Regions from separate parts of the Mus musculus genome. Here regions 2, 3, 4, 5, 6 and 7 are each linked to region 1. The links are chromatin contacts, called in public HiCAR-type and promoter capture Hi-C maps. All regions are on one chromosome and are shown on one strand. Each heading gives the region's core, a stretch centred on a gene start, on an enhancer-like site or on the middle of the called end of the contact. The rest is flanking DNA. Distances are from core to core; before and after follow the strand shown.

Region 1 (3,372 bases), core at 628-3,127:
GCCATGGGCCTGGGTGGCAAGTGCAGCATTTACCTGCTCTTACCATCCCAAGAACAACTAAGTAGGAAAGTAATCTCCATGACAAAGCCACTGGCAAAAGACAGAGTGAAGACAGGCACACAGGAGAGAAGGGAAAGGTCACCAGGGGGAGAGGTAAACAAAAGGTGAGAGTGATGCAGGAGAAGCAGGGACAGACAAGAAGAGCTGTGGTCAATCTATTGCTAAAGTCTGCACATCTCGAGGATGCTAATCTTGGTAAACACACACCTGTTGAACTTTAGCAGTTGGATGCTGATGTCCTAGCACCTTCTCACTCTCAACTATTAGCAGTTTGTTTAGTTTGCAAATGCTTTGGACTGCAGGGATTTGGCAGACAGAGCTCTGCCTACATAGCCTGGCCAGCCTAGAACTTTGCTTACATAGACCAGCCTGGCCTTGAACTCTATCTAAAGAGCTACCTGACTTGACTCTGCTAGGACTTAAAGGCACAGGGGTATAAGGAACTGCTCACATTAGGTTAAGTCACGGAAGGCAATTTTCTGTACCAGTCTTTTACAAAAAATAGAATATAATGGAATGAGATTAAGTTTGGAAGCAGAGGTGGAGATGTGGGCAGACTGCTTAATTAACTGTGTGTTTTTAATCCTGTGAATTATGTTTGCTCAGTCCTAACCTCTGATTTGGTCAATTTAAAGAACCTTTAACAAAGTTTTGTGATTATTAATATCCTTAAACACAACTTTTCTATATGGTACAGGATAATACAAACTTTTTTCTCCCCCATCCCCACCCCCTTCAGGAACAAGTGCCAAGTCGAGTGCAATGACTATAGGCATTTTAGGACAAGAGGTGAAAGGAGGCCAGGGCCTAAGCTTATTGCGGTTACAAGTTTATAATTGTGGGTGGAAACAAAACTCGGTTGTAGAAAAGTATTCTCAACAATGGAGATGACCTTCCTGACATTTAACTGACGTTTAAGGATTACATACGCTGAACTACAGTGGTAATACAAGGTTCCAATTTTACAAAGACATACTGTTTTAATAGAATTTATTTGGTTTTTACCACCATTTTCTCTCTATGTGTTGGTCCAAGGCTAAGATTTGCTCAATAGATATTTCTCACTTAAGGTGGTTATATCTGTACACAGAAGGTGTTTTTTTGTTTTTGTTTTTTTTTGCCCGTATGATTCCGGATCCATTGTTGAAACCTTCAGAGTTTCTTTCCCCACACATGGAAATACACACCTGCATCTAGTAATTAGTTGTGCGTAGTAGACTCATCCAAGGTCCTTCCCATACCATTCCATTTCCCTTCTCCCGCTACTCTTAATACTTATAAATGAACTCTCCTTACCCGAAGACAGCTCTGTTTAACCAGCTCACAATTTCCTTCTCAAAATAAGTGGCCTCGCTGCTTACAACTTGGTTGACTTTAGGGCTCATCTGCCCTGGAACGTGAGGATCCTGCTAAACTATCCTGGTCTTTGGTTTGGAAATGCCCATGGTGGTTTCGCGGGAATATCTGGACTCTCCCAAACTCATGCTGGAATTTAATGCGTTTTTTGCAAGACGCATCCCATAGCCGTCGTGCAAACGCGCCCGCACGCAGCATGAAGGGGTGAGGTCACCCGGAGGCAGCACGGACAGGACAAGGGCCGAGCTCCCGACTCACCTGGTAGAGCGGCTGGCCGGAGAGCCGAGAGGGCAGCGAAGGTCGGGAAATCCGCCAGTTTGGATCCTAATCCTCTTCCACACTTTTCCCCCCATTAAATTCTTAGGCCCTCACATGATAATTAAGGAGAAGACATAGTTCCGCCTCTCCAAACAGCCGCAGCTGAGGCCCTCCGCACCTCAAGGTTCCGCCCACATCCGGGGCTGTTCCCGCCGCCCTTGGCCTATCCCGGAGAGCAGAGCGAACGGCGTTCGGCGCTCACGGGCCCGTTTTTCTTGTTTATTGGTTCATTTGGCCGCCAGTAACTGACTGCCCTCCGTTTTAGAGCGATAAAAAAGGGAGGCAATGACCGCGCCCCCTGGGCCCGCCCCTTAGTCCTATAGGTTGGTAGAAAAGTCAGTTTTCCGATCACGCCCGCCGTCGGGCCCGCCCTCGCTCGCCGGGACCCTCCCACCCCTCTCGCCCGGTCCCGTAACCTGCGGGCTGCGGCGCAGACTCCGTGGTCATGCGAGGAGCCGCGGAGGAGGCGGGGCGTCCCGGGAGGCGGAGCGCGGTGCGGGCGGCGCGAGCGGCGCGAGGGTGGAGGCAGCGCGCCGCCGGCGGCGGGGCTGTAGCTCTTTGGGCTCCAGCGGCGGCACTAGCCTTCGCGACTCTGCGCGTCTCCTAGCCGCTTCCCAGCGGCGCGGCGCCGGCGGCTACGGTAGGCGCCACAGCTCCATGCTCGGCGGGCCATGTGGAGGTCGCCGCACTCTGACAGGATCCCAGGGCTGTGCGGACCGGGCGGCGGAGCGGCGGGCGGGATGGGGGCGCGGGCTTCGTGGTCGCCGTGGCGCCCCCTGCCACGGGCACCTGCGGGCCCCGCTCGGCCGCGGCCCCCTCCCTTCGCCGGGGCGCGGCGGCTGCGGGCCGGAGCTCGGCGCGGTGTGGGCGCGCGCGCCCCTGCGCTCCTCTGGCTTGGGGTCGCGCGGTCCCCAGAGGGCGTGTGGGGGCGGCGGGTGGCCGGGCCGGGGCCCACGCGAGGTCCTCTAGCGGCCCGAGGCGCGCGCGGGCTCGCGGAGCGGTCGCCCTGCGTGCAGGCACTGCCCGCGCGGAAGGGCAGCTGCTGCTCCCGCAGCTCCGGCGCACGGGAGTTGCGGCTCCTACAGCGACCGCGGAGGGGCGGCTACCCGAGTCTCGCGCGTGGGCCTTGGCAGGGCATTTCAGGTCTGCAAACAATGCAGTGGTCCATAGGCATGCTTCACCTTGTTTCCGCCTCGTGTTGACAGCCAGCGTTCTAGTATTGTTCTGGTATTGTGCTTTCTAACTCATCACTGCCTTGTTAAACTTCAGGAATCATTTTGTTAACCATTTTATTTTTGTCCGGAGAACACCTGGGGACTGTATTAACATGTGCTACTGGGAAAGTACAATGTGGAGCAATTAATCTTCCTTGTGGGTTTTACATACTTGGGTGTATGTAAATTAGGTATGCAATTTACAATTGTTTTGTCAGTGGTAGACGTTGCTTACTTTGATGTTACTTTACGTGTAATACTTTAGTAATTTTTTATTGCTTTCATCAAACATTTTTAAGCGTTTCTTGCCTTTTTTCTTTTTCCGAGTCTTTGATTTTAAGTGATTATGAATTTGCTAGGTACTTTTGTAAATCGTTTTTCCTAACACTGGACTTCCACGTGCACTTTAGCTCAAGTCCTAACT
Region 2 (3,372 bases), core at 300-2,799, 3.0 Mb before region 1:
TTTTCTTCTTTCTTCTTCTCTCTTTCTTTCTTTCTTTCTTTCTTTCTCTTTTCTTTCTTTCTTTCTTTCTTTCTCTTTCTTTCTTTTCTTTCTTTCTTTCTTTCTTTCTTTCTTTCTTTCTTTCTTTCTTTCTTTCTTTCTTTCTTCTTTCTTCTTTTTCTTCCAGAGCAGAGGACCGAACCCAGGGACTTGCACTTGCTAGGCAAGCACTCTACCACTGAGCTAAATCCCCAACCCCTCTATTGTGTATTTCTAAACAGAGTATTTTGAGAAACAAGATGCATAAAAATTTCTGTTCTCATTTGGCTCATTTACATCACTGCATTTTAGGATCAGAGCACTGCTTTCCTAGTAACCATGGTGAACTAATTAGATGCTTTGCTATGGGATCAGCCAATTCACAAGTTTCTTATTTCAAGTCAATTGCAGAATTCGACTAAAATCTTGGCACTTCTGATCCTAGAGTCGCATTTTCTACACCTATGTTCTTTATTGTTGGTTTTTTTTTTTCATTGCATTGTATTAATAAAAATGTATTCTTTGAGGATGAATGCAGTGGGGCAGGAGAGAAAGACAGAATTAAGGAGACATGGGAAGTGAAAGGTGTCCCGTCTGGCTGAAGAATCCCACCAGCCGAGCAAAGACTCCCCTGACATTTAACAGCATTTGCTGTTACGGGGCAGTACTCCTTTTATACAGAACTATTTTCAACTAAGAATATTGAAACAGTGACCACACTCAAGGCTTAAGCATATCTGACTTTACTCCTTCCCAGATGTAAACTGCAGTTTTCTGGGACTCTCACACACAAAAGTCTATAACTTCCTTTATAGTAAAAATGTAGCTTAACTCCCATGAACCCCTTGTGCCCAGTGATCTCATTAAGTTCCTTGGCAGTCCTTGAGATGTAAGTCTAGAAGCCAGAAGTGTCAAAGAAAAACAGACAAATAAACCCAGATTTCACGCGAACTTCCCAGATTTGAAAATGTTGTTAAATGAAAAACAGAGAACGGGTGCAAAGTAGAAGGAAACCTGGAAGAGTGCCCGGTGACGTCCGGTTTTAGCAGCCATAGAAGAAACTGATTCTGGGATAGTAAGGAACTTAGCCAAGATAACAGAACAGTATATAAAATAACATTCCTTCTTTCTCAAAGATCATCGCTGGGATGTGTGCTTTAAAACTCTGGAAAGATGCTGGAAAAAAATAAAGGTAGTTGTAGATAAAAAAGTAGGCCTCAAGTGAGCGCGTCTGGCAATCTTCAGCAAACAGCGCGCATTGAATCCCAGCACTCGAGACGCTGATGCAGTAGCAGCTCCATGGGTTCAAGGGCAGCAAAGTCTTAAACAGGGAGCCCCTATCTGGAAAGACAATTCCCGCCCCGCCCCTCCAGGAAAAGCCGGATTCGTCCCAACAATAAAACAACAAAAACGAGGCGGGAGCAGTGAACCCGCAAGGCGGAGCTAGGTTGCTGGAAGGCGACGGATTACGGCCTCTGTCGGCGATGCCTCACGACTCCTGCCGTAAAGGCCCCACGTGGCGCATGCGCAGCTCCTCTCCCTTCCGGGATCCGGACACGGTGGTGGTTGTTGGGCTCCTCGTTCCGCTGGTCCGTCGTCGCCATGGTGAAGCTGAGCAAAGAAGCCAAACAGAGGCTGCAGCAGCTCTTCAAGGGCGGCCAGTTTGCCATCCGCTGGGGCTTTATTCCTCTCGTGATTTACCTGGGTCAGTGATTGAAGAACTTGGGAGGAGCCGCAGGGCAGGGGTTGGTGGGGTCTGAGTCTCCTTTTTTGCCATCCGGGGCTAGGAAATTAAACCCGGCCTCCGCGTTGTCCACGATTTCCGAGGCTGTCTGCCCGGGCTCGAAAAACCATCTTCCAGTTCCTTTTAGCTATTTGAGTAGTGTTTAACCAGTCACACAATCCCTTATATTCCCTACTTAAATCTGTAAAATAAAAGCAAGACCTTTCAAGATTGGTTTTAGGTTTATATGACCCCTAAAGAAAGATTAATCCTCTATTTGACTTTTAGAACGTTTCCCTCCTGTAGGTTAGCCTAAGTGGGAAGACGGTAACCAGGTTAAAACGTCACTGCCTAAAAGCATGATTGTGACCATTGGATGCCTACGCTTTTCTTGTATAATGAAGGATTTCGGTGATTTTTTTTTTTCTCCCGAAAGTTACAGACCCCATTTTGCAGGGAAAGACAGCCATAAAGTTGTACTTTCCTTGCCCAAGTGTCCAGGCAAATATTTTCACCTAGGGCTACACTCTGGAACTGGTTCTGTTCCTGGTTGAGTAGTTTTACAATTTTTTATCTTAATTGCCTTATTCATCCCGTAAGGTAAACAGCAGAGGATTTTAGCTCCAGGTCTCAGAGCTCTAATATGGAATCTGGCGTTTCTCATTAAAGCAGGACCCTCACAAGGTGCTGCTTCTCGTTTGTTTTACATGACTTGCATTATATAAGATAAAATACATTCATTTGTAGTCTTGGCAGAGCCTTTAACTAGGCTGGACATTTCTCCAGGCAGCTGTTGTACCTGTGAGAAGTATGTGAGCTGTGATAACCTGGATATTTTGATAGGACAAGTATTTTTCTTGGTGTTCCTAAGTATTACTGATGAGACAGTGCCTCATGTTGCTCAAGCTGGCCTTGAACTCCTGGTTCTCTTTTTTTTTTTTTCCCTACCTTTCCAGTGTTTGAATTACAGGCCTGCACCGTCACATACAGCTCTTTTCTCCTCTATTTTGAAAGAAAAGAAAATCTCAGACAGTGATATTATATAGGTATCAGATAGATAATTGTGACAGCTTACTTTTTTTGTTTGCTTGGGGTTTTTTGTTTGTTTGTTTTCGAGACAGGGTTTCTCTGTATAGCCCTTGCTGTCCTGGAACTCACTCTGTAGACCAGGCTGGCCTTGAACTCAGAAATCCGCCTGCCTCTGCCTCCCGAGTGCTGGGATTAAAGGCGTGCGCCACCACCCACTGCTGGCTCTACTTTTGTAGGCCGGGTTGTCCATACAGTTCTTTGAGCCCCGCTCCATTTTCATAGTTTGCCTGTAGGTAAGGCTGGGTGAACTCGCAATTCAGCCTCATCTATGGTGTAGTTGGAACTACAGGTGCACTAGGCTCTCCTCTTGAGATACACCTCTGCCCCCACCACCGCCAGATGAGCCCCTTTCATGCAGCCTAGGCTGGCTTGGCTGTAATTTCAAGCTCCTCCTGCCTTCAACTTCTGAACAATGTGTTAAAGTTGTGCACAGCTATGTCCATAGCTAGAAGCTGTAGCTACTTGTCAGAATCTTGGGTCTGAGAACTGGATGCTTCACATTGGTTCCTTTCCTGGGGCTTGTCATGGCATCCAGTAGGGAA
Region 3 (3,372 bases), core at 241-2,740, 2.9 Mb before region 1:
GTTCAGGTCCCATCGACCACATGCTGGCTCACCATCACCCATGATGAGATTTGACGCCCTCTTGTGGTGTGTCTGAAGACAGCTACAGTGTACATAGATATAATAATAAATAAATCTTTAAAAAATACTTCAAAAGCTCCTAAAGAGGTTGGGCATGTGACATCTGTGAAATAGAAGACTGTGGATCTGGAGTCCAAGGTCATCCTTAGTCACACAAAAGTCTGGGGCGAACCTGGGTTACGCTCCACCTTGGTTAAAGAGAGAGAGAGAGAGAGAGAGATTGAGAGAGAGAGAGAGAGAGAGAGAAACAAAAACAGCCCCTTCAGGGTGCTGGATTCCTAATAACCTGCTACGCTTATCTCAAGTGAAATAACAAATATCCAGGAGTCTGACATAGTTTCCTGTCCTAGGTACTGGGTCTTTTCCATGTCACCTACCCAGACCAAGCCCTGGGACCTAAGGTGTGGGCTACCTGCAGCAAACTGTAATTACTTACTCACTGAAGGCAAAAGTACAATTAACCTATTATCAAACCTCTTCCTAGAACCCAGTAACAGTGACCAGCATAACCCCTCTAAATACCTGATAACGAGCTGACAGTTCATTAAAATGGCAGGTCCCAGTGAAGCCAAACCAGTCACTGTCCTAGGAAGGAGCGTCAATGTGCTCTTTCTATATTTCACAGTCTTAGAGAGACAAAAGTCCACGTGCAAAGATAACTAATATTTATTACTGTTTAAACATTGTACAGAAAGAATACTCCATTGAAAAGATAGCAGACTAAGAAACTCTTTTGCAGACTCTGAAAAGGCGAGCTTCGAAGGGCAGCTAGACAAAAAGAACTAAGGGTTTAAAGCCTGCTTACTTTTCACGTCTGTGTTCTTCGTTTCGTCACCACTCTCGGGGCAGCACTGGCAGAAAAACAGGTGTGGCAAACAAGTTAGACTGAAGTAAGTGGAATTCATACAGCGCTCCGAAAGGTCCCATACTGACGGGCGGAGAGGTCCTAGGCGCCTCTCCCAGGGGCATGCCTGACACTACTGCCACCTTCCCAGAGGTCTGGACCACCTCCCCAGGGTCCGAGTTACTCTGCCCGGGCACCGAGGCCACTTTCCCGCCAACTCTCAAAACTGTCATCTTCTGGGACATCGGACATTGCACTGTGACTACCTCCCCAGGGACTCCCTTGCCTGCTTCCGGCCGTGGGAACCACCGCCAAACCACTTCCAAGGTAACCTGTCCCCGGGGCGGAGGTGGGGTCTGTGCCACCTCGCAGGGTCACCAGCGTCCCTTCCCCGGGTTTCCAGGGACGCCTCACCGGGGCTGCCGGCACTTCGCCGATATCGTCAGCCGCAAGCATCCTGCCTCCGCACGAATTCTGGATTCCATGCACCGCCAGCCCGGCCTGCAGAGTCCGGCTAGGGAACACACAGACTGGGCGACCAGACCAGCCTTCTGGGACGCAGGGTTGAGCGCCACCTCGACTTCCTATCACCGACTCTCTGGTTCCGTTCTCTTGGCCTAGAGAGGCATATCTGCGCGCCGCTGTCCTGTTCTGTGGCGCCCCCTGCTGGTTGGATGTCATGTTGGCCGCTCAGGGAACCTGGCAGCCCTACTGCTTCCCAGGCTGCTGAGTTCTGTGCAGGAGCTCTCTCCACTTCTTTGGAGTTACTAAAAATAAAATTCGGCCCTGGCATGGTGTCTCACACTTGGAATTCCACCGTTTGGGAGGTGAAGGCGGGAAAACCAGTAGTTCAAAGTCAACTCCAGCTACACACTGAATTCAAGGAGGGGAGAGGAAGGAGGGGAGGAGAAAATACTCATGATACCCTTAGGATGGTGAGCCACAAGTCGGGAGCGGAGGCGGGAAGATTGCCACTAGTCCCTGCCAGCTTGCTCTATAAAGTGAATTCGGTATCAGCTAGAACAACACCTATCTCAAAATGGCTCAGCGCATAAAAGCATTTGCCACCAAGACACCGGAGTTCCATACTTGGCCCACGTGGTACTAGGTAGGAGTGTCAAAGTGCTCTTTCTATATTTCACAGTCTTAGAGAGACAAAAGTCTACGTGCAAAGGTAACTAATATTTATTTATTTATTTATTTATTTATTTATTTATTTATTTATTTATTTATTTTTGGTTTTTCGAGACAAGGTTTCTCTGTGTAGCCCTGGCTGTCTTGGAACTCACTCTGTAGACCAGGCTGGCCTCGAACTCAGAAATCCGCCTGCCTCAGCCTGTAACTAATAGTTATTACTGTTTAAGCGTTGTACAGAAAAAAATACTCCATTTAAAAGGTAGGGACTAAGTAACCTCTTTTGTAGACTCAAGAGTAAGCTTTGAAGGACAGCTAGACAAAAGGAACACTCCTTCATATATTTTCGAACTGGAAGGTCCAGATCTGTTTGTAGGAGGGTTGAAACATTCTGGGAGTCAGACAGAGAAAGAGCACTCAAAATCTGGCATCCAGTTTGCTGGGCAAAGCCCCCTAAACCTCTACTGTTTTCCAGGGAGGAGGAACTGAATTACTTAGAAGCAAGGGATAGGTAGAGAACATGGAAATTTGACAGGCAAACCCTGGAAGGCAATGCCTTTGAGACCAAACAAATGGGGAGAAAACAGAAAAAAAAAAAACAACAAGCAAACAAACAAACAAAAATCTTTAGAGGAAACAGAAACTACTCCGTGAGAAGAAAACTCACTGAGGTGTAGACATACATGCAGACAAAACACCCATACACATAAAATGAAAAAAAATAAATAAATAAGAGCCGGGTATGGTGGTGCATGCCTTTTATCCCACAACTCAGGAGGCAGAGGCAGGTGAATCTTTATGAATTCAAGGCCAGCCTCATCTACATAGTGAGTTGAAGGATAGACAGAGCTATATAGTGAAACCCCGTATAAACAAACAGACAGACAGACAAACAGGATCTGGAGAGATGGCTTCAGCAACTAAGAGTACTAGCAGCTCTTTCAGAGAATCCAGGTTCACTTTCTAGCACCCACGCAGCAGCTGACAGCTCTCTGTCTGTAACTCAATTCTAGGGTATCTGACTCTCTCTCTGAACTCTCTGGACACCAGACACACACCTGGTATACAGTCACACATACAGGCAAACATCCACACACTTTAAAAAATAAAAATAATAAAATTTAAAAATTTAAAATTAAAACAGGATCTAGGCTATATTATACCATATAGCTGTATCTGAGTCTGCTGACCTTAGGACATTAAGGTATTAATTTACCCTAGCCCCAAGAATGTGCAGCTGTACAAGAATTAGTGAAATGGGCTAGGCATGATGCCACAAGTTTATAATTGCAGTGCTTTTGAGACTGAGGGAGGAGGCTCTTGAATTTGGGATT
Region 4 (3,372 bases), core at 410-2,909, 2.9 Mb after region 1:
GCATGATATGTCAGCCATTTTGTGTCCAAGTAAAAAAGTTTAAAAAAAAACATGATATACTTACAAAATAGAAATCAAATCCATTTAATGAAAGCTTGAGCAAAAATAGATTTTAAATAATTTTTCTTTGCATTTGTAAATCACTTTAGGCAAAGAAGAGACTTTAGCAAATTGGCAGATTTTCATCAAAAGTGCTGATTTTAATAAGTAAATTTGGTATTTGGATGCCCAAGCCTGTAGTTTCTAAACCTTTAGCTGTTATGACTCAAGTCACATACAATGCGTTGATTATTTACTTCTAATCCTGTAAAGATAGTGCTGTCCCTTGTAAACCACATTTGCTCTTAATGCTTGTGGAATTTAAACAGCACACTAGGTGGCCCTAATTAGTAAACCATGAAACTTAGGTAGCTGAGGCCTTTCCTCCGAGCTTTTCCTAGAGCTTGTGGCATCTTCAGCCAAACCCGGGAACTGGGAATTCTGCTCTACTCTTCTGGCAGCGTCCATCTGCAGAATGTCTAGATGTGCAAAAAAAAAAAAAAAAAATCTTCCTTTCACTAAAAAGTTGGAAAAAAATGTTTTATATAGTATAAACAAAATAAATAGGCAGTGCAGGATCACTCTGATATGGAAATTGAAGTATGTAATTTAATTCAAAAATTGAAAAAATAATATGTTCTTAACGTTTGGAAGAAAATAATGTAAATTTAGCAACATTTTAGCAGGCTTTTATTTAATATGCCTATAGTAACACTTTGAAGCTGCCAAAGTTAATATCTCAAGTATTCAGTTTATGTAGAAAATATTTCTAGTACATAGAGAGAAAATAAATTTTCATAAAATTATACTGCTGTGCAAATCAACTGAGTGTTCAAAAACTATTTACAGTATGGGCAGAACTCAGAAAATCAATGGAAATAGATGTTTGATATATTTAACAGTATGGTAATATTCTCAACTCAAACTATTAGTCAAAAATTCTAAGCATTTAAACAAATAAATCATCTAAAATATGAAATACAGTGTCATTTTATTGCCTCAGGTTAGTTATCTGAGTTATAATTAGTTAAATTTTTTACTATAAATATAAAGGACAAACAAGGAGGCAAGCATACTAACAATGTAATTGAAGGTATCTAGGCAATATTTATTCAAAATGAAATTTATTAATCTTGACTGGAACACACTTACATGTCTGTCTTTCGGTTCACCTTTCCCAGAGGTAACTAAGCAACATTTTGTATGTAATGTATAAGCTTGCATCTAATTTACTCAATGATTAGCACAGACAGGTAAGCAAGGTTTTACAGTACCACAGAAATCACTTTGATAATCACAGTGAGGTAGAGACTGGAACCTTGGAGAAAATGTTCCCAAGTTTATGTAGTCATAGAGTGACACCCTGCTCTCATCAAGTGGAATCCATACTTTTGTCTAAAGGAAATGGTCCCAGTGGAAATTAACAATAAATGAACACTCATCACCATCACAGAAATGTGCTCACTACACATGGACTTCTTTTTATGTTTTTTTTTTCCAGACTCTCTCCATCCATCACTGTCGTTTTTTCCTAAGAAACAGACTTATGGGTCAAAGGTACTCAGTGATTACAAATCTGCATTGTCATTGTCATGCATGACCCATCTTTCTGTTTAAAGAGAGCTTTGCTTCCCAGCCACATTACTTTTTGTTGCTTGTTTAATTAAACCTCAGGGCTTGCATGGTTTGTCACGGGATTCATTCAAGGACAATGTTGTATGTTTTCTATGTTTGTAGGCATGGGAAGAAATAGAAAACGAGTAATTGCACAAACTTTTTGTAGCCAAACAAAATCACATGTTCTTGTTGATTCATACAGAAAATAATTCAAGAAGCACTCGAAACAAGGAAGTTTGAAGTCGTGGCAACAATTCTATTGTAAACAGTGCAATGCTCTCCTAAGTTCCTTATTAACATTAAATACTTACTTGCCAATATTTGCTATGCTGACTCTAACGAGATTTCACAATATGCTAAAATCTGAAGCCAATCGACTTTTCTTCCAGAGTTTTGTGTCTTGCTCAATAACCTAGTGGTCTATCACATATATCACTAGTAAACTTATTCTAGGGGTTATTTCAGTAACACTGAAATATATGATTCAGATGCATACAGTTCCAAATATCAACACGCATGCCATCTGTCTGTGTTCATGCTAAGTAAGCATTGAACATCATGGTAATTTTTTTTTTTAACTAAGAGAAGATATGTGTAGTATATATTTCTTCTCAGGTATGTTGTTTCATGTCTTTTCTGCTGGCTCTCAGGTTTTTTTTTTTATAATAAAATGCTAAACCATTTCCCATTATTTGTGCTTACATGCACAATGTGCCAAGTTACAACCTATGTGTCATCTGCAATTCTTGTCCAAGAAAATGACTTACTAAGCTGCAGAGTCATTGAGCTGGTATTCAGATGCCCTTTCAAAGCAGGCTTGGATTCCTGGATCCCCCCACAGTCGTTTAATGATTTCAGCCAGCTGTGGAGTCATATCACCATCTTCTAGTGTATTTGCCATTGAGTGAAGTTGTTCTTGGTCCTCCTGGAATAATATTTTGGTGGGAAGAACAAAAGTATGCTATTTAGGCACAGGCACTGTTTTAAATAGAGCACGCTAAAAGGTTTTTGTTCCTTTCATTTTGTCAATCATTTCACTGAAGAGTTTTTCAAAATCTATGAAGAATAATTAAACTAAAATTCATTATAGTAGTTGACTGATATCTAGAAATGCTGACCTTTGGAAAATTGCAAAATACTATATGAAGAATTTGAATGCTTTGGTATATTTCATTGATTTCTGAATATGTTGTCACAAAGAATAACAGTGCTAGTCTGTTATGGCCTGGTTTAAAATGCTGGTGTGAAAGAAAAATTAGATTGTAATAAAATGTTACTTGGCATGAGGTATTTCTTTTAATTACTTGGGCAAGTGATTACACACACGTATAGACACACAGAGGTACTGACGCTGTACGTTAAATGGTGTGAACTGAGTGCCTTTGCATTAATGTGCCATAGGACAGACATAAGAATTGGCTAAGAATCAAAAAACAGAGTAAGTATTATGTCAGTACATAGTAAGATGTGGAAAGTGATGAGGATGGATCGAAGCTTAGAAAACAAATAAATTCAATATAAACAATCTATGGCTGGCCACAATTTATACTAGTAACCAAAACACTTTTGACAAGTAATTAAGATTAAGAATTTGAGTCATAGAGTAGTTAAATAGATCATGGTAATTGGTTAGGAAAACAGAGAAGTCTGGGCTCAGATCCCCAGTGTCAATATCCAAAGCTCAGGCTCTGCCTGCATAATACCATGCTAGTGAAT
Region 5 (3,372 bases), core at 382-2,881, 2.5 Mb before region 1:
ACAGTCACTGGCTTTAGAGAGCTGTGTATTGACAGTGCTGGGATGAGCAGCTACACACAGCCACATCACAGCTGAGATTTAATAGTCCCCTTCCTGAGAACGGAAAAACTGCACACTTTAAACTCACTGTACGGAGACTTGTACACTTCTGAAGATTCTATCGAGAGGGGATTCGCTGCAACAAATGATTTAACAGATTTAGAGAAAGTGCCTATCTAGTCAGCTCAATATTAGCAGATGTGCTCCATAAGTGGTCAGTTACTGGGGCTTTTAGATTATATAGGGCTTTGGTCATAGCTTGATGGTAGAGCACTTGTTTAGTATGCTTCAGGTCATGGGTTTGTCTTGTTTAGAGGACAAGTTCTCAGTGGCTGGCCTGGAACTTGCTTTATAGACTAGACTGGCCTCAAACATAGGAGATCACCTGCCTTGAGTTGAAATGTAGTCTTCGTCAGTTCCAGCACGTTTGATTCTTAGTACTGAGGGAAGGGGAGGGGTTAGGGGCTGAGTGAGGCGTAGCTCTGGGAAAGCACTGGGCTCAATCCCCAGCAAAAGTTAGGGTAGAAGTCTGTGAACCCAGCCACAATTGAAAAATAGTCCTAATAGAAAATCTAGGCATAGTGGGAAATCACTGCAGCCCCGGCTCTCAGGAAGTATGAGGAGTTGGAGACTTAGCTTTTACATAGGTTGAGAAGGTTTTTTATAAGATTGACTCCATGGTCCACATGACCTTAATGTGGGTTGCTTTTCGAGGACGAGGGTGGGCAAGAGTTTAAACGAGGTCTCAGGTGACTCAGACTGACTGACCACCAACTCAACACTGCCTCTAGAGTTACAGGCTTGGCACAATACACTGCAGGAATTCGGAACCAGAAATCCATCCTAATTAATGCTTCTGAAAGGCGGATCCCTTCTCGGAATGCTGTTAATGTGCGTAGAGTAGCATAGTGCACAGATCCTGTTAAATTCTCCATGGACACTCCTGCTTAGAAATCCTGTGCAAGGTGTTCAGATTCTAAGAGAAGGCTGACAAATAATGAAGCTTAGACATAATGGTGCCCTAATGGGACTAAATAATTTTATTTTTTAAAGGCGAGGCGTGGTTCGTGTAATTCAGGCTGGCCTCGAAATCACTTGGTAGTCAAAAGATCAACGCCTTTTTTTTTTTCCTGTTTCTAGCTCAGGTTACAGGCATACATCACCATGCCTGTAACGCGCAGCTAGCTATTCTAGCGTTTAATGTTCTTGTAGCTTTCAACTGGAGTGATCCTTTCCCTAACTGACATTAGAAATTAGTCCAGTAAAAGTGGCCTGAGTGAAAAGCTGTAGGAAAGGATTTTTCTTTAGTGAGAAGTACTGAGGATCCATTCTCTTAAGCCCGGTTTGATTGACGAGTGGTTCAGTAGCTTAGTTTTGACCTTTTGTAGTAATCGGGCTTTTACCGTATAATACCTATAGCCGGCGTGTCCTAACCATGGATAAAACCAAGCTACCCCGTTGTGGCTGCCAAATTTTACACCAGAGGAAAAACACCTCTTGGCGAAGCATAGCGTGGGCTTGTGCTCTAGACCTCAAGCCTTGAGTCCCACAGTGACAGAGCGAGTGCTTGTACCACAGAGCAGGGCGTTTCCCCGGCGCTGTCTGCGTCACGGCGGCTGCCCTTCCGCTCGGGAGAGCAGCTGCGGGAGCTGCGCCTGCAGGCTGGCCGGGTGCGCGGCGCTCGAGCCGGGCGGCGTTTTCCTGGGACCTTCACGGAGCAGAGCGACGAGGCTACATACAGCGGCCGAGCTTATCCCTTCTTTAATCCTCGCTGTAAAGCACCGTAGTGCAGCTTCCTGCTTAACTCGGTCGTCTGAGCTTCCAGCTCACATTTTGAGCCCAGTGCAGCCGCCATCTTCCGGAAATGCTGATGGTGGTTAGTCTGCGCCCAGTGGAAATAACAATTTTTTTGCTTTTGTTTTTGAAGCGGTCTTGCATTTGGCCCGATCTTTTTGAGGACTTGGGTTACAGAATTACATCATGCCTGGTTAGTTTCATGATGCTCAGTTTGGGGAAGTAGAGCAGTGTCCTTGTTGAAATATAATCTCTTTAGTCCAGCCTTTTCTCACTTAAATTAGATTGATGGATTAAATGAGATAATGTATACCAGATATGCAGTAGTAACTAACAGAGAAAGAAGGGAATGGTGGGTGGGGGAGTTGCGGGGGCGGGGGGATGATTAACTTTGCTGGGTATCACCACCTAAAACATGAAGGTATGGAGAAGCATGCTGTAGCACATGAGTGTGTATTTTGACAGCTCTTCAGTATAACTGATCCCTCCAAAGCAGACTTTACTGGCTTCTGGTTTCTAAGGGATGCTTCTTTTTTGTGTGGCTTCCTTTTTTGCAGGTCCATACTGAATAAATATGCTGTAGGGTGATGGACAAGGCCAAGTTGGGTAGTCCTACCATGATTTTAGTTTACAGGGAAAAATCAGGCTGAGTTTAAGTACATTGTAGGTTTCTAGGTGTTAGAAGTTTTCACACATGTGCCCGTTTATTTTTAGGGCGCGGCTTCACTGTTTGGCTAGGTGGTTTAGAACTGGGTATAGATTAGGGGACAAAAGCAGGAGTGAAGTCGCTTGGGGTTTGTTGTTGTTTTGCTGTTTTAGGTGCACTAACGATGTAATAATGTGTTTGGGATAACTTAGGAGGCAGCGATGAAGATTTAAACAGTAAAAGATTATTACACAAAAAATAACCCCAAACTTGTGCTTTACCGCGGACCCACCAGGTTGGAATATACAGGGAACAGTTGGACCATCCCTGTTTCAGGCTGGGGGTTTGATTTCTTTACACTTGCTGTCTACAAATCTCTGCAGGACACCAAACCCACGACTGAATGACACAGCCAGCATCCACAATTCACACAGAGAGGTAAAAATGTCAGATCCCCACACCAGTTGAACCAGAAGTTCTTTGTACATTAGAACATTTAATGGGAAACTGCATATGAACTGTAAAGTGTAAATACAGTCTGATTGGGATTAGAAGAGCCCTCTTGTTTAAAGCCTTGTTGATGGGGAGGAAGCCACACAGTAGAGTATACTTGCAAATAATAGAAAGGTCAATCTAGTACAGACTTAAGATGTACTATTTATGTAAGCTATGTTAACAGTAAAAATACAAACCAAAATGAAACAGGCGAGGAGAGTTGTGGCTCAGTACTACTCGCCTGGCAACGCTGCACGGACAATCATTTAAAAATGCTGATGTGGAAAGATGGCTATCGTAGGCCTTGAAGTGATATTTACAAGATAATCCTAATTTTGCTTTAAAAAAAAAAAACCTCAGTATGTATTTGTGTGCACTTACTAAGGTGTTAGTGCCCT
Region 6 (3,372 bases), core at 414-2,913, 2.5 Mb after region 1:
TTTCCAGACTTGAGAAATAAATGCCTGCTGTTGAAGTCATGTGATCACCATACTTTGCTATGGCAACCAGTTCAGGGCTCCAGTGCTCAGTTCCCTGCCCACCAGCTTCCCTGGAGAGTTCTTCCAACATCCTCTCAGAAGTGAGGATTATTTCCTCATGTCCTTGACGAGCTTTTCAAAGGGAAGGGGCAATTCATATAAGTCTTTGACAATTCCTATACAAGGTGTGCAGCTTCACCATGCCTCAGTCCTGTTTCCCTTTTGGCTGGCCCCACACTTATCTGGCCTGAACCGTGGAGGAAGGACAGTCAACTGATGGCTGCAAATGGCCCAGTCACATTAGATTTCATTAATTCTGGAATTCTTGATGAACTTTTGGAGTGTCAGGAAACACAAAGGAGGTAGAAGGTGACCGAGTACCCTAAAAGTGTGCGGGTTTTGTTCTATTTTGAAAGAATCCAACAAAAAGCGGAGGGAGTTCTTAAGATTGCTTATCTTGTGCCCCGCAGGTGTGACTCTAACAAAACGGAAACCTATAAGCTCTGCTTGCTCTGAGGGACCCAACCTGAAGCTAAATATTCAAATGGGAGCCAGAGACTAATTGCCTAATTTTTATCTCGTCGAGGAATGTATTTTCTTTGCTAGTGGCTTCATCATCTAATTCATCAACATTTCTCCTATAATCAGCAGTGCAACTGACAGGAGAGTCCAACCTTCCACCTATGCTCCTCCCCTCACGCTGGATGAAAAGCCATCTAGTCCTTGGCCTGCCCCTGGAAAGATGGACTGTAGTGTAGATCAACAGCTCATTTAAAAGCAAGGAAGCTAAGGCCTACAAAAAGAAATGCCATGCCTACTGGCACAGGAGTTACAACAGAGCCATAAACCATGGGTAGGCAGCTTGGCAAGACACTTACAAGTGCCCTAAAGGCGATCCATTACCACAGAGGCCGCAGACTTGTTTGTGTGTTTTACTGCTCACGCCATTTTAAAACAATTCTTTGATTCTTTGTCAAACGTTTCTGTCGGATTAGGAAGAAATTCCTTAGAAATGTGTTCCCTTATGAAAAGGGAGGTGAGCATAGATCAAAGGGAGAGCCAGAGGAAAAGAGAAAAGGCAAGGGAGGAAGTGAGCATTGGCAACCCCAAGACCCCAATTCCCGCTTGGTTGCTCCCCACTTCGGGTTTCGCAGGGCTCCATTTCTCGCTCATTTCGCTCTATTTCCCACGGTTCTTTACCTAAGCCTACACATTTTGTAAACCCTTGGGTGGCTGCAGGCTCCGGGCATGCTCAAATGCCCTGGACTGCCTTTCCTCACCCCTTGCTCGCAACTTTGGCAAGCGTCCCACTCGCGCTCTTAAGGGGCAGGTACCCACGGATCCCCCGCAGTGGTCTCCAAAGCGTGGGAGGGGGTTAGTGAGCTCCCAGGCGGAGCTGGAGAAGTCAGCGGCCGCACGGGGCACCTCGTGGGGGGACCTGCAGGAAAAGCTGGGCTCGGCGATCACGCGGGCGCGCGGCGGTCGGAGGGGGCGCTGTCCGACGGCACGTGCGCGGGCGGGCGTGAGCGCGCGCTGGGAGTGGTCGCGGGGCGGGCAGGGGCGGGGCCGCGGCGGCGCGCGGACGCCGAGCTCGCTCGGGCTGTGCGCGGCTGCGGCTCGGCCACGGGCAGCTGCGGTGGCGGCGGCGGCGGCGGCGGCGGCAGAGCCTAGCGGTCGCAGGGATTCGCGGGCGCGGATCGCGGAGTGTCGCCGGCAGGGACGGCCGCCCGAGGCGGCAGCGTGCGGACTAGCAGACCTCGCCTCCAGCTTGCGGGAGCTGAGGACGTAGCGGGGCCGCCTCCGGGCCAGCCTCTCCTCGCTCTGCCAGCCGGCCCCGGCGCCGAGGGCGCGGCGACGCTCGGCCACCATGGGCTGCACATTGAGCGCTGAGGACAAGGCGGCCGTGGAGCGCAGCAAGATGATCGACCGCAACCTCCGGGAGGACGGCGAGAAGGCGGCGCGGGAGGTCAAGCTGCTGCTGCTGGGTGAGCGCGGCCGTGGGGACGGGGCCCGGGCCGGGGGACAGCGGTGAGCGAGCGCGGCATCCCAGTCCCTCAACAGCGCAGGCGGCTTCTTGGCCGCGGCGGTGACTGTCGCGCGACCTCACTGGCAGCCCAGAGTGTGGCGGGGCGGCGGGACGCGTGGGAATCCGATCTTTGAAGTTGAGCTTTGCCCTCCCTAGATGAGGGACAATTCGGGACCACAAAGCCAAGCACCCCCTCTCCACGGAAACCCGGTGGTGAGAGGTGTCGTGCCGCGTTGCGCTTTGCCCACGCCTGGAAAGTGCCACGTTGGGTGGCCTCGGGGCTCTCTTTGTGGGTCCTCTTCCTCTGCGGGGTCTCAGTGATCTTCCTGTCAACTTCATATGGCGACTCAGTGAGTGGAAAAGAGCGCTGAGATTTTCCCTGCGTAAGGACTTGAGCTGCTCTGGAAGCTGGATTTTGCCTGGGTGGGGGATGGAAACCACCAAAGTTGGCTTACGTTTGCTCTCATAGTAGGAAGGGAAAGAGGCTTCGCGGGTGAAAACAGCCCTGACAGGTGCGAAAGGCTCCTCGACCACAGGGTCGTTCCTCCACTGCGGTGTTCGCTCCAGTGAGGTTTGACAGCTGCACACCATGCTTTCTTTCTTCATTCTTAACACTGTTTTGCTAATAGGCGACGTGAAGGTCTTTCTTCCAGTTTTTTTGAACGGAGGAAAAAAAAAAAAGAGTAGATCCGGATTTTGATTGAGCGATATAAGGAAAATATTCACAGGTTATGGTTTTTTTAGATCTGTGAGTCAGGGTTTTTCCTTTTGTTTGTTTTTCTCCCACACTGTAGGTATTTAGGCAGATGATAGATTTCTTAGAATCTTCGTTTGCACTTCCAGCGATTTGCTTGTGTTCTTCTCACAGTTGTGATAAAAGAGAAACATCGCTGCACAGATCTGCTTTTTAGTAAGCTCCCGTTTCATTGGTTTAACGACTGCAGAAAGATGGTGGTTATTTCCTTCTTTCTCCATTACTAGTAGGCTTAGAAGAAGCAAACTTGGCATGACTAAAAGTAATAATGATCTGAGTCATTTTGCAAGCAAACTGTGAAATAACTTTGCATTTTAAAGACCTGGGTGGTGTTTTTCACCCATCACAGCCTCCCCATAAATCTTTCTCTGTAAATAGGATTGACTGAGTTTTTATATTAAAAAGATACTGTCTTTCCATGAGATCGGCGTGTTTTTAGAATATTAGCCACAGAACCATGTAACTTACAATAAACATAAAATAAAGGGATTAGACAGTTCTTTCTCTGTGGCTTCAGAGCACCTGCTTGGAAGGTCTCCTTGGTTGTAATACT
Region 7 (3,372 bases), core at 403-2,902, 2.5 Mb before region 1:
ATGCCCGGGGTTGAACATCCAACAAGGGCAGATACAGTCCGAGAGATCACAGCGGTGCAGTAGGAAAGTCTCTGGCATGATTAATAAACCACAGCTAGAATAATAACCAGCTAAGAGCTTTTACTTGGTGTTTCTTGTGTGCCAAGCATCATGTTGCTTTATGCATATTATTAGGATCTGTAAAGATTCCCCCTCACTCCTGACAGTTCCTCCATGTGGAAGAACTTCTGCTCCAGCATTTCTGACTTATTCCACTCCGAATTAGTGCTTCCCCAGGAAGAAGAATCAGGCTGGGAGAGGAGTGATTTCTTAATGGTGATTTGAGGAGAGGACTGGGAGCCTGTATCTCAGACTCCCTTCATCACATAGCAGCCAAACTCTTCTCCCTCCCGTGGTTACAGAGTGAATTCCTGGGGTTGGGGGGTGGGGAGAGGAGAAGAAAGAGAGGAAGGGAGGAAGGGAGAAAGCTGAAGCACACAAAATCCCAAGACTGGGAAACAAAATGAGTGACAAAGAAATTATACAAGCGGCTTCTAGTCCCAAGTGTTCCTTCTGCTCTGAGGGGAGGAAGTGGGGCTCATCAAGGTGGTAGAGGAAGATTTGGTATCCATGAGATGGTCCAGTGAAATCTGAGGAAGACAAGTGCATACACACAATTTAACAAGGAGGAAACGGACAGAGTGTCTCATAATAAACTTAAATTAGAAGAAGAGAAACCTGAGAAACAGGACAAGCTTGTGGATGAAGATACAGGAGACTCACAAGCTGGTACTTAACCAGTGAAGGAGATGCTGCCGAAGACCTGCTGAGACCCAACTAATAACATGACCAAATGAAATCATTCTTTGATAGTATTGCTTATGGTGATACTGGAGAAAGGAGCCCGAGTTAGGCTGAAGAAAGGTTAGATGCTGAAATGTTCGGAACCCCAATTTGTCCAGATGGTGGCCATGGAGCTACCAAGGCAGAGAAGTGTTGGCTTTCATATGGCAGGGTACGTGGTAGTGGCCGAGGAGGGACCATCACTGCCCCTCAAGTGGATTCAGAGGCATCATGGAGCAGAGAGTGCAGATTTTGACTATAGGAAAGATAATAAAGTCACCTCCTAGTCTACAGACAAGTTCCAGTCTCTGTACCCTTCTCATTCTGTTTGGAGATGCTATAATATGAGGTAGCTTATTTCAGCAGTTAGGGTGCTGGGTGGTAGACAGCTTTGTCAGTCAGCTATACACACACCGGTAAATAAACATTTTATATAGTTGTAAAATTTCATTCTATTCTGTTGCCAAAGAAACATTAAGAACTTTGTATAGCTTTTTAAAAAGCAACTACGTTTCTTTTAAAGAGAATAACTTTTAAAGTTTAAAAGAAAGGTGTGTGTGTGTCCTGCCTGTCTGATCTTGGCAGTTCTTTCCTGTTCAAGTATACTAACTTCGAGTCAATGATGACTAGGCTTTGACAGCGTCCTCTTGGCTTCCTCTGCGTCATCGTCATCGAAGCCATTTGAATGCTGACTTTTCCCCCTGGGCTTGCTAAGCCCAGTCCCTAGGGGACACAGCCATTTGAAACTCCCTGCGGTTTGAATGGGCTGGCCCAGCTGGCAGAGATCTGCAGCTGTGTTGCCTTTGGTTGCGTGGCAACGCAGCACCCCACCCATCTTCTGTTCTCAGAGCTGAAGATCAACACTGCTGAAGCTCTGTCTGCTCTTGCTGTCTCACAAGGACCGGAAGAGGATGAAACACCAGTCAGTACCGGGGGAATTGCAACGGAAAAATATTTTTCCATTTCGGTCAAGTCGCCATCGGGAAATCATTCAGACTCAATATTGAGACTGATACAGGGCGGTGAGTGGCATTTCTTGAGCAGGCTTTTCTGTTTGCAGAGAAATGCCCGCCCTTTGCGAACAATCAGCACCATTCAGCCTGGCAGGGTTGACGGAGCTTGGGGCAGGCCGCTGATAGATTTCATCTGCTTCTGAAACTCCGTGGTTTCGTACAGGAACACTGAAAAAGAGACTAGAAACAGGAAGTGGAAAAAAAAAACATTTCTACCTAATGGAAACTACCTTTTGTTCATCTGCACCTGCATTCCTGTTAAACATTTAAATTAGCGCAGGTATCTACTTTTCTAGGGACTATCCCCAGATGGTATGTACCCTAGAGGGGCTTTGCCTCTGATCTGGAATCTTCCTGTCACCATAACAAATCTCTCATTCTCTTTTCGCATTCCTCAGAAAAGAAACAGCTTGCCCATTGCCAGGAGGAATTAAGATCAGAGTCAGGGCAAAGTTCTAAACCAGTCTCCCCCTCCCCCACCCCTCCCCCTCCCCCACCCCCACCCCTCTCCCCTCCCCTCTCCCCTCCCCTCTCCCTCCCTCCCTCGCTTTATTTATTTATTTATTTATTTATTTATTTATTTATCTATCTATCTATTTATTTATTTATTTATTTATTTATTTATTTATTTATTTATTTTTGTGGCAGGGGTCTCTGTAACATAGCCTGGAACTCAGCCACACAACTGAGGATGGCCCTGAACTTGTGTGAGCCTCCTGACTTTCCTTCCTAAGTGCTGGGATTACAGGGATGCCCTTGTGCCACCATGCCCACCCAGCTCAGAAGCTCTCTTAGTGTAATTGTTGAGTAGCTCCCGAATAGTAAGGAACTGAGATGTAGTTGCCTTTGGTCAAGGAGGGGTCAGAGACAAGAGGAGTAAGATGATGACGGTTGGAAGATGTATGTCCGAGTGCACCACAGGGAAGCCAGGCTCAGAACTCCTTTTCACTCTGGTCCTTGCCTGCATCGACCCTGCTAGACGCTAGCAGATACTTTCTCACTAAGGTGGGGGAGGGTGGCTGAGACCCTTGATGGCACTGTGCCCAGAACAGAAAATGTGGTTGTTGGCAACTATATCAAAGGGCAAGGCTCTGCTCATTTAGAAACCTTTCCACCTCTGCTTACCAGACCCCATAACCTAGCATGCCCAAGGCCCACAGAAACTTTGGAACAATAGGCTTTGCCCCTCCTGTCAGTTATTTATTCATTTATTTAATTTTTCATTTTGAAGACAGGATATGGCTGCTCTTTTAACGTGTGTGAGTTCAAATCCCAGCACCTACATGATGGCTAACAGGTATCTCGAACTCCAGTTTGAGGGGATTTGATACCCTCTTCTGGCCTCCTCTGCTAATGGACAAATGTGGCTTAGACATAAGAGCCTGCAAAAACACTCATCCACATAAAATAAAAATAAATAAGTCTTTGAAAAAAATGTTTTTATTTACTTATGTGTATGAGTGTTTTGCTTACTTGCATGACTGAGCACCACATGTATTACCAGATGCCCAGGAAGGTCAGACGAGGGCATTAGATT

The links. Promoter capture Hi-C pulls out the DNA fragments that hold promoters and counts their contacts. HiCAR-type assays count read pairs that join an accessible place to other places.
Region 2: a HiCAR-type map of astrocytes shows a contact between it and region 1, with 4 times the contacts expected there. The contact joins the promoter of Tomm7 here to the promoter of Tmem60 in region 1. A contact is called at or near these places in 2 of 39 promoter capture datasets (liver and pre-B cells) and 1 of 115 datasets of contacts at active chromatin or transcription factors (astrocytes).
Region 3: a contact with region 1 is called in a promoter capture Hi-C map of pre-B cells, with 4 times the contacts expected there. The contact joins the promoter of Rint1 here to the promoter of Tmem60 in region 1. A contact is called at or near these places in 2 of 39 promoter capture datasets (liver and pre-B cells) and 1 of 484 Hi-C or Micro-C datasets (CD4 T cells).
Region 4: a promoter capture Hi-C map of liver shows a contact between it and region 1, with 3 times the contacts expected there. The contact joins the enhancer-like site here to the promoter of Tmem60 in region 1. A contact is called at or near these places in 7 of 39 promoter capture datasets (the 3T3-L1 cell line, 3T3-L1-derived adipocytes, the C10 cell line and 3 more) and 1 of 115 datasets of contacts at active chromatin or transcription factors (astrocytes).
Region 5: a promoter capture Hi-C map of neutrophils shows a contact between it and region 1, with 7 times the contacts expected there. The contact joins the enhancer-like site here to the promoter of Tmem60 in region 1. A contact is called at or near these places in 6 of 39 promoter capture datasets (the 3T3-L1 cell line, embryonic stem cells, hippocampal neurons and 3 more), 2 of 115 datasets of contacts at active chromatin or transcription factors (astrocytes and differentiating embryonic stem cells) and 1 of 9 other capture datasets (adipose tissue).
Region 6: a contact with region 1 is called in a HiCAR-type map of astrocytes, with 6 times the contacts expected there. The contact joins the promoter of Gnai1 here to the promoter of Tmem60 in region 1. A contact is called at or near these places in 2 of 39 promoter capture datasets (cranial neural crest and hippocampal neurons) and 2 of 115 datasets of contacts at active chromatin or transcription factors (astrocytes and embryonic forebrain).
Region 7: a promoter capture Hi-C map of pre-B cells shows a contact between it and region 1, with 3 times the contacts expected there. The contact joins the enhancer-like site here to the promoter of Tmem60 in region 1. A contact is called at or near these places in 3 of 39 promoter capture datasets (the 3T3-L1 cell line, liver and pre-B cells), 1 of 115 datasets of contacts at active chromatin or transcription factors (astrocytes) and 1 of 9 other capture datasets (adipose tissue).

What each region holds. Positions count from the first base shown.
Region 1 is chr5:20,880,958-20,884,329 of GRCm38.p6, reverse strand. It overlaps Tmem60 (transmembrane protein 60), which reads right to left and starts at 1,877. Exons shown (of 2, transcript NM_177601.3): 1 at 1,675-1,877. It overlaps Phtf2 (putative homeodomain transcription factor 2), which reads left to right and starts at 2,206. Exons shown (of 18, transcript NM_172992.3): 1 at 2,206-2,374.
Region 2 is chr5:23,842,322-23,845,693 of GRCm38.p6, reverse strand. Tomm7 (translocase of outer mitochondrial membrane 7) reads left to right here and starts at 1,549. Exons shown (of 3, transcript NM_025394.3): 1 at 1,549-1,723. The coding sequence starts at 1,621.
Region 3 is chr5:23,785,829-23,789,200 of GRCm38.p6, reverse strand. It overlaps Rint1 (RAD50 interactor 1), which reads right to left and starts at 1,490. Exons shown (of 15, transcript NM_177323.4): 1 at 1,319-1,490; 2 at 866-911. The coding sequence starts at 1,360.
Region 4 is chr5:17,998,863-18,002,234 of GRCm38.p6, reverse strand. Gnat3 (guanine nucleotide binding protein, alpha transducing 3) reads right to left here. Exons shown (of 8, transcript NM_001081143.1): 4 at 2,424-2,581. Among named protein-coding and RNA genes, the nearest start is that of Gnat3, 38 kb to the right of the region's middle. Within about 2 kb of position 1,659, at least 38 of the 459 cell types and tissues checked have an H3K27ac peak or open chromatin away from gene starts, as enhancers often do. A contact at or near this core is called in 3T3-L1-derived adipocytes and liver, where this site is marked.
Region 5 is chr5:23,416,835-23,420,206 of GRCm38.p6, reverse strand. All of the region lies in intron 1 of 5031425E22Rik (RIKEN cDNA 5031425E22 gene), which reads left to right. Among named protein-coding and RNA genes, the nearest start is that of 5031425E22Rik, 15 kb to the left of the region's middle. Within about 2 kb of position 1,631, at least 443 of the 459 cell types and tissues checked have an H3K27ac peak or open chromatin away from gene starts, as enhancers often do. A contact at or near this core is called in adipose tissue, astrocytes, differentiating embryonic stem cells and 5 more, where this site is marked.
Region 6 is chr5:18,358,704-18,362,075 of GRCm38.p6, reverse strand. Gnai1 (guanine nucleotide binding protein (G protein), alpha inhibiting 1) reads left to right here and starts at 1,663. Exons shown (of 8, transcript NM_010305.1): 1 at 1,663-2,024. The coding sequence starts at 1,907.
Region 7 is chr5:23,385,336-23,388,707 of GRCm38.p6, reverse strand. All of the region lies in intron 1 of 5031425E22Rik (RIKEN cDNA 5031425E22 gene), which reads left to right. Among named protein-coding and RNA genes, the nearest start is that of 5031425E22Rik, 46 kb to the left of the region's middle. Within about 2 kb of position 1,652, at least 405 of the 459 cell types and tissues checked have an H3K27ac peak or open chromatin away from gene starts, as enhancers often do. A contact at or near this core is called in adipose tissue, astrocytes, liver and 1 more, where this site is marked.